Regions from separate parts of the Mus musculus genome. Here region 1 is linked to region 2. The links are chromatin contacts, called in public promoter capture Hi-C maps. All regions are on one chromosome and are shown on one strand. The core of a region is the stretch at or near the end of the contact, and the rest is flanking DNA. Distances in the headings are between cores, read along the strand shown.

The links. Promoter capture Hi-C pulls out the DNA fragments that hold promoters and counts their contacts.
Region 1: a promoter capture Hi-C map of the C10 cell line shows a contact between it and region 2, with 3 times the contacts expected there. The contact joins two enhancer-like sites. A contact is called at or near these places in 10 of 39 promoter capture datasets (the 3T3-L1 cell line, the C10 cell line, the HPC-7 cell line and 5 more), 3 of 15 datasets of contacts at CTCF or cohesin (CD8 T cells, large pre-B cells and pro-B cells), 46 of 484 Hi-C or Micro-C datasets (B cells, the Ba/F3 cell line, CD4 T cells and 30 more), 2 of 115 datasets of contacts at active chromatin or transcription factors (large pre-B cells and microglia) and 1 of 9 other capture datasets (embryonic stem cells).

What each region holds. Positions count from the first base shown.
Region 1 is chr2:73,424,566-73,427,723 of GRCm38.p6, forward strand. It overlaps Gm13707 (a long non-coding RNA gene), which reads left to right. Exons shown (of 9, transcript XR_866430.3): 7 at 1,311-1,459; 8 at 3,136-3,158. Among named protein-coding and RNA genes, the nearest start is that of Gm13707, 39 kb to the left of the region's middle. Within about 2 kb of position 1,341, at least 3 of the 459 cell types and tissues checked have an H3K27ac peak or open chromatin away from gene starts, as enhancers often do.
Region 2 is chr2:73,155,508-73,158,538 of GRCm38.p6, forward strand. Ola1 (Obg-like ATPase 1) reads right to left here. Exons shown (of 11, transcript NM_025942.2): 5 at 1,231-1,406. Among named protein-coding and RNA genes, the nearest start is that of Ola1, 57 kb to the right of the region's middle. Within about 2 kb of position 1,519, at least 14 of the 459 cell types and tissues checked have an H3K27ac peak or open chromatin away from gene starts, as enhancers often do.

The DNA of each region.
Region 1 (3,158 bases), core at 91-2,590, 270 kb after region 2:
AAGGAACTTCCGTTGAGGCACTGCCTCCATCGGCATGGTCTGCGGGGATGTCTCTGGGAACTTTTCTTGATTGCTGATCGATGTGGGGGACCCAGCCTTGTGGGCAGTCTAACTCCAGACAGTCATTCCTAGGCTGCATGAGAAAGGCAGCTGAGCAAGCCATGGGGAGCAAGGCCTCCTCCAAGGCCTCTCTCTCCTTTAGTCTCTGCTCCTGGGCTGAGTCCTGCCTTGGCTTCCCTCAGTGAAGGACTGTGATTGGGGTGAGCAAACCAACCCTTTCCTCTCCAAGTTGTTCTTGGTTATGGGTTCATCACAGCAACAGAAAACCAAAAAACCAAACTAGATCATGGGTAGAAGACAACTTCTTTCCACCACGTGGTTTCCCTGAACCTTGGAGGCAAACACCTTTTCACATTGGCCTTAATTTATTTTTTCATTAAATGTGTGTGTGTGTGAGTGTGTGTGTGTGTGTGTGTGTGTGTGTGTGTGTGTGTGTGTGTGTTCAGATGGGCCATTTGAATGCCATTACAGAGGTCAGAGTAGGAGATCAGGTGTCTTCCTTTACTGCTGTCTCTGTTGTTGCTTTGAGACAGGGTCTCTCACTGAACTAGAAGCTCACAAACTAGTGAGCTAGGCTAGGCTGGCTGGCCACAGGCTCTCAGTATCCATCTGTCTCTGCCTATCAATACTGGGGTTATAGGCATGCACAACCACGCATGGCTTTTTATGTGAACGGTGAGGATTTGAACTCATATCCTCACGCTTGCACAGCAAGGGCTCTTAACCACTTAGCCACCTCTCCAGGCCTTGATTTTTCTATGTGTAAAGATACAAAGATTAGCAGTAATACATGTGATAATAATTTGTAGAGACACTAGTTTAAGTTTACAGTACATAACAGATGATAAATAGTGGTTATTACAGGAAAAATAACACACTATTGTTACTTAGATAAATAAATTAGGCAGAATTTTGATAGCATACTATTACTATACCATTACTACAGTGTTCAGTATTCCCTGGCCCTATGGTCTCATTTGGGGTCTTCTCAGGCCTTTGTCCCAAGAGCAAACCATTAGGGAACAAGCATAAGAGAAATTTCCCCTTTCATGTATACAGTCAACCCAACAGCCCCTGTGTTGATGGTGAAGAATATTCCAGAACCAAGGAGTAGCAAGGTTGTGCCTACTTGTTGAAATTTTCTTACATGTAGTTTCAACATACACTCTTGATACTTAGACTAACACTTACAAAATTATATATAGACGCCTTTTTATTCTTGAGGCTTCATGAATACCATTCTTTCCTAGTGTTGGATGGCGTGAATGGGCGAGTAAGCATATAAGAGCTTCCTGCTGCTCTTGGGTCTTCTCACGTGGCCTGTTGCTGCTTTGTTCTGGGACTGGACTATCAGAAGCAAACAACATCTTGACGCATGACGTTAACCTTACGTAAGACGGTAAACAGGAGCGGGGCGGGGTGCTCCCGGCTGAAGCTCTGACGTCCACGATGTGTATGCCAGGTGTTCAGCAGGCTTCTTATGCTGAAAATTTAAGCTAAGAACACCAGGCTTGTTTCCTCCAAGGGCCTCAAAGGTCAAATGTGTTTCCCTAGAGAGGTCACGTTGTGGTGGTGCTCAGATTCCAAAACAGTGTGGGCAGCTCAGTTGGCAAATTACCTTAGAGTGTTTCTGGTCGTGCTGGGAGGTGAGCACCTGGCTGTCTCCCATCTGCCAGCATCCTCACCACTCCTGGGAAACCAGTAACTTAGAAAAGCTTTTAAAACATTCTTTAAAGCTTAGTTTTGCTCCAGAAGCTAACAAGAATGATAACTGAATGACAGACTTGGGTGTCATGAGGCTCAAAGCTATGGCAGTTTAAGGAAAGCAATGAAGTGCTGTATAAAAATAGCTATCGCCGGGCAGTGGTGGCGCACGCCTTTAATCTCAGCACTTAGGAGGCAGAGGCAGGTGGATTTCTGAGTTCGAGGCCAGCCTGGTCTACAAAGTGAGTTCCAGGACAGCCAGGGCTATACAGAGAAACCCTGTCTCAAACAAACAAACAAAACAAAAAAACCCACCACTACCACCAACAAACAACAACAACAAATAGCTATCAAAGTCCTAGCCAGGTCTGGTTGGGGGTGCTCACTTCCTAGCAGGAGCAGGCAGATCTCTGTGAGTTTGAGGCCAGCCTGGTCTACATAGTGAGATCCCTCAGAAGAAAACCAATAAGGCCAACCCAAATCATAAAAACCTCCTTAATGAGTGGATTCCTCTTGCAGTGTGTGTGTGTGTGTGTGTGTGTGTGTGTGTGTGTGTGTGTGTGTCCTTAAAGCCTGAGTTTAAGAAAAATGTACCTGGGCACTAACAGAAGCAAGGTTCTAAGACGAAGGAATCTGTGTGATAATATTGATGGGTGGGATCTGAATCCTGGCCAGCAAGAGAACGGCAGCCATATGTTAAATGTAAGCCCCTGACTAGACATGGAGCAGCAGGTCTTCCAAGTGGGGCAGAGCAAGGCTGCAAGAATGATAAGAGAGACAGGAACACCGGTGACGTTAAAAATCTAGGGAGCCTCTGGTCAGCTGCACTATTTAGAGAACTGGGAACCCTTAAGTGGTGACGTTAAAAATCTAGGGAGCCTCTGGTTAGCTTGACTATTTAGAGAACTGGGAACCCTTAAGTTTACTTTTCAAATGAATCAAGACAACACCCTCCCCGCACACCACCAACTGGCCATCAAAAACCTTTCTATATAGTCTAGGCTTTTTTTTCCCTCCCAAATTTACCATAAGAGTAAAAAATTGATATAATTTATCCACTGAGATGACAAAAACAAAGGAATCAAATACATTACTCAATTGGGCGGGTTGATGGGCACTGGAATGTTTATTACTGTAGAGAGCCCCCTGCTGGCTAAGTGCAGTCACTCCATACCTGATGGCCTCTGCCCAGCACAGGGGAGGTCACCTCACTGACATGGTGATCTGCTCTTTTGTTGCCAGGAAGCTGGCACACACCCAGTGTTCACTAGAATCTTACTGAATACATAAACAAATAAATGAACAATCCCAGTTTGAACAAATGAGGCCAGTTTTGAAATGAATTTTTAATTCTAACCATTCTGTGATTAGATCTCACCAGCCTTCTCGGTGCA
Region 2 (3,031 bases), core at 269-2,768:
TGAGTGAGGCTGGTCTTTAACTCCTTATCTTCCTGCCTTGGCCTCTCAAGTACAGGCATCTGCCACCATGCCTGGCATCTGTGCATGTGTGTGCCAGGGGTATACATTCATGTGTGAGGGTGTTCATATATGTGTGTACATGTGCTAAGCAAGCACTCTACTATTAAGAACTATCCCTATCCACAGGAATGCTATTTTTGTGTCCTTCGTAGTGTTTTTCAACATATTTTATTAATTCTTTGATAACTCATACATTGTATTTTGATCATAGTTACCTTAACTGCTTTCAGATCAACCCCCAAAATTTTGTGTCTTTTTTTTTTTTTAATATAAATAACCCACCAAGTCACTTTGTATCATCAGTTTGGATCATCCACCAGAGCACAGTCAACCCGACAAGAGATAGACCATTAACTATAACCGGACTCTTCCTTCCCCAGAAGCTGTGAAATGTCAACATCACTTCACCTGGGGTGGGGGCTTGCGAGCCCTTCCATGCTCCATGCTGGAACACAGACTGGCTTCATCACGTGCGGGTCTTGTGCCACAGCTGCTGTGAGCTAATGAGTACAGCTTTCCTGTCATGTCCAGAAGACACTGCCTCACACCAGTCCTCTCTCCCAACCCAAGGAATATTTTATACCCATTTTCCATTTTCTTCTCTATCCTAACCCTCATGTACCTCATTAGCTACCTCTCCACTCTCTACCATGTATAAGTAGGAAATGAGCACAGGAAATAGGAGGTAAAGCACACCAAGGAAACTGGCAGTGCACATATCTTCCAGTCCCAAGTCAAACTGTTTTTACTCTTACTTGTTGATTGTGTCCCCAAATTCAGAAGGCAAGTGTAGGATCTTTCTTTCCTTCCTTCTCAAGAAAAGTCAAAGTTTATTAAAAGAAGACAATTGTATTAGAGTTTAAAAGAATACCCCTAAGGTAGGCAGCTGTGAATCTCAGCAGCTGCCTGGAGGAAGAGAACACAGGAGAGAAACAAAGACGTCACAGAAATCAGCTGCATGGCATAAAGAGGGGAGCGTCAGAGGAAGTAAGAAAGCCCAGAGTTTCAGTAAAGGCCTGCTTACAACAGAAATACAAAAAAGAAACATGCTCTTTTGATTTTTTATTTTATTCTAAAGTTCAGTAACAATATAAAATAGTTCATGTGCTTATTTTTAAACTGAGAACAGCATACTTAAGTGTTTCCTGAGAGCTATAAATGCTTACTTACATACTCGGGCTTCAGTTTCTTGTCGCCTCCCCTCACGGCCACCTTCTCTAGTTTGTCTAGAATGGGCCCAATCATCTCCTCGTCCTTCAGCTGGAGCTCCTCGTGAATTATCTCTATGTCTCGGATGGGATCTACACTTCCTTCAACATGCGTGATATCATCGTCTTCAAAAGCACCTACAATGAATGAAAAATGGATTCAATTAACAGATGATATAGAAGGTGATCGTAATCACAGTAACAGAGTGGAGGACTTTCAGACATTGCGCAAACTGCTACCGAGTTCTTAACTCTTCTCAAGCAGGCCATAGCACTTCTCTCCATCGGGTAATACTTAACAAATAACCACAGACATAGTAGTTCAAGAGCGTCAACATTTAAAAAACTGACAAGTAAAATAGGAAAACAAAATTTTATTCCAGAACTACTGGTTGCTCTCAAGTTTGGCATATAAGAGATACTGAATGCAAGGCACGAAAGCCTCAAGTTTTAAACTGCACTATTAGGGTTTCCAAGGGAAACCAGATTTGGGGGGGTGGGGGGCTCAAATCATCTGGCAGACCTCTTCTCTGCTTCAATCTACTTTATCACTGTGGTTCTGACGGTGATTAGATAATGAACCACTCAGACACACAATTTACACAGCAGCTAATTTCATCGGCCTGATTTGAGGGTATGGTTTTTAGGGGGCTATCAAAGAAGCAGATGAAGGTGCATTTGTCATATATGAGTGACAACCATTCACACTATCTGAACAAAATGGTACTGGCCCTTATTAGAAACACATGCTATTATCACATATTTAAAGTGCAGTTGAAGCCATAATTTCAAATTGCCAACTAGAAACATAAGGGTAAAACAACCAGATATTACTGAAGCATGTGTACTGACTTTATGCCCTTCTGAAGACATAATGTGGCAACATAATTCTATTGGGATTTACTCAAATTACCAGATAAAGAACAGTATCACATAAAAAAATGAATAAATGCTATGAAATATTATAAACAGAAAGCAGTGATACAGGTACAAAACAATAAACACTTATAAACAAATTAATTTCATAAAAATCATCTACTTGATTATATGACCTAAGAGGTATTTTAGACAGAAGCATTATAGAAATCATGAGTTAGTATAAATTTGATAAAGAAACAACAGCAAATATAGTTAATTTTTATGCAACATAGTCTAGGATATTCTTGTTATGAGTTATAAAGAGTTCTAAATTGCAACTGCCTAGTATTTTTAAAAGTCATTTTTAATACTAATGTCCACTGTTCAGTAGTAAGCCATAAAATATAGGTATTTAAATATTTAAGTGCTTTAAGTATTGAACTGGTATATTAGATGATGTCAAGTTCATATGAACAAAATAATCAAAAAACAAAAACAAAAACTAAGTCTCCTAAGTTGGTGTATTTCTTACTAAACACAACCGACACATAAGCCCCGCCCGCCCGCCCACCCACCCGCCCGAGGGAACAATGCTCTTTCTTGCCATGATTGACTTTACAAAGAGACAAGAGGGCAGCACATGCAGCACCCAGCTCAGAGACAGACGGCCCAGGCACACAGGAAGCCCTGGTTTGCTCTCCAAGAGTGCTTAAACTAGGTGTATTGGGACACACCAGCAACCTTAGTACTCATGGGGCAGAAATAAGAACATCAAAGGTTCAAGGTCATGTCTAAGGACACAGTAAAGAAGAACAAACTGTATCGTCCCGCAGAGTGAGAAGTACCCTGAACAGCTGTCTTTCTATAGAGGCTGACGGCTGCACTGACTCAACAGCACCCCAGAA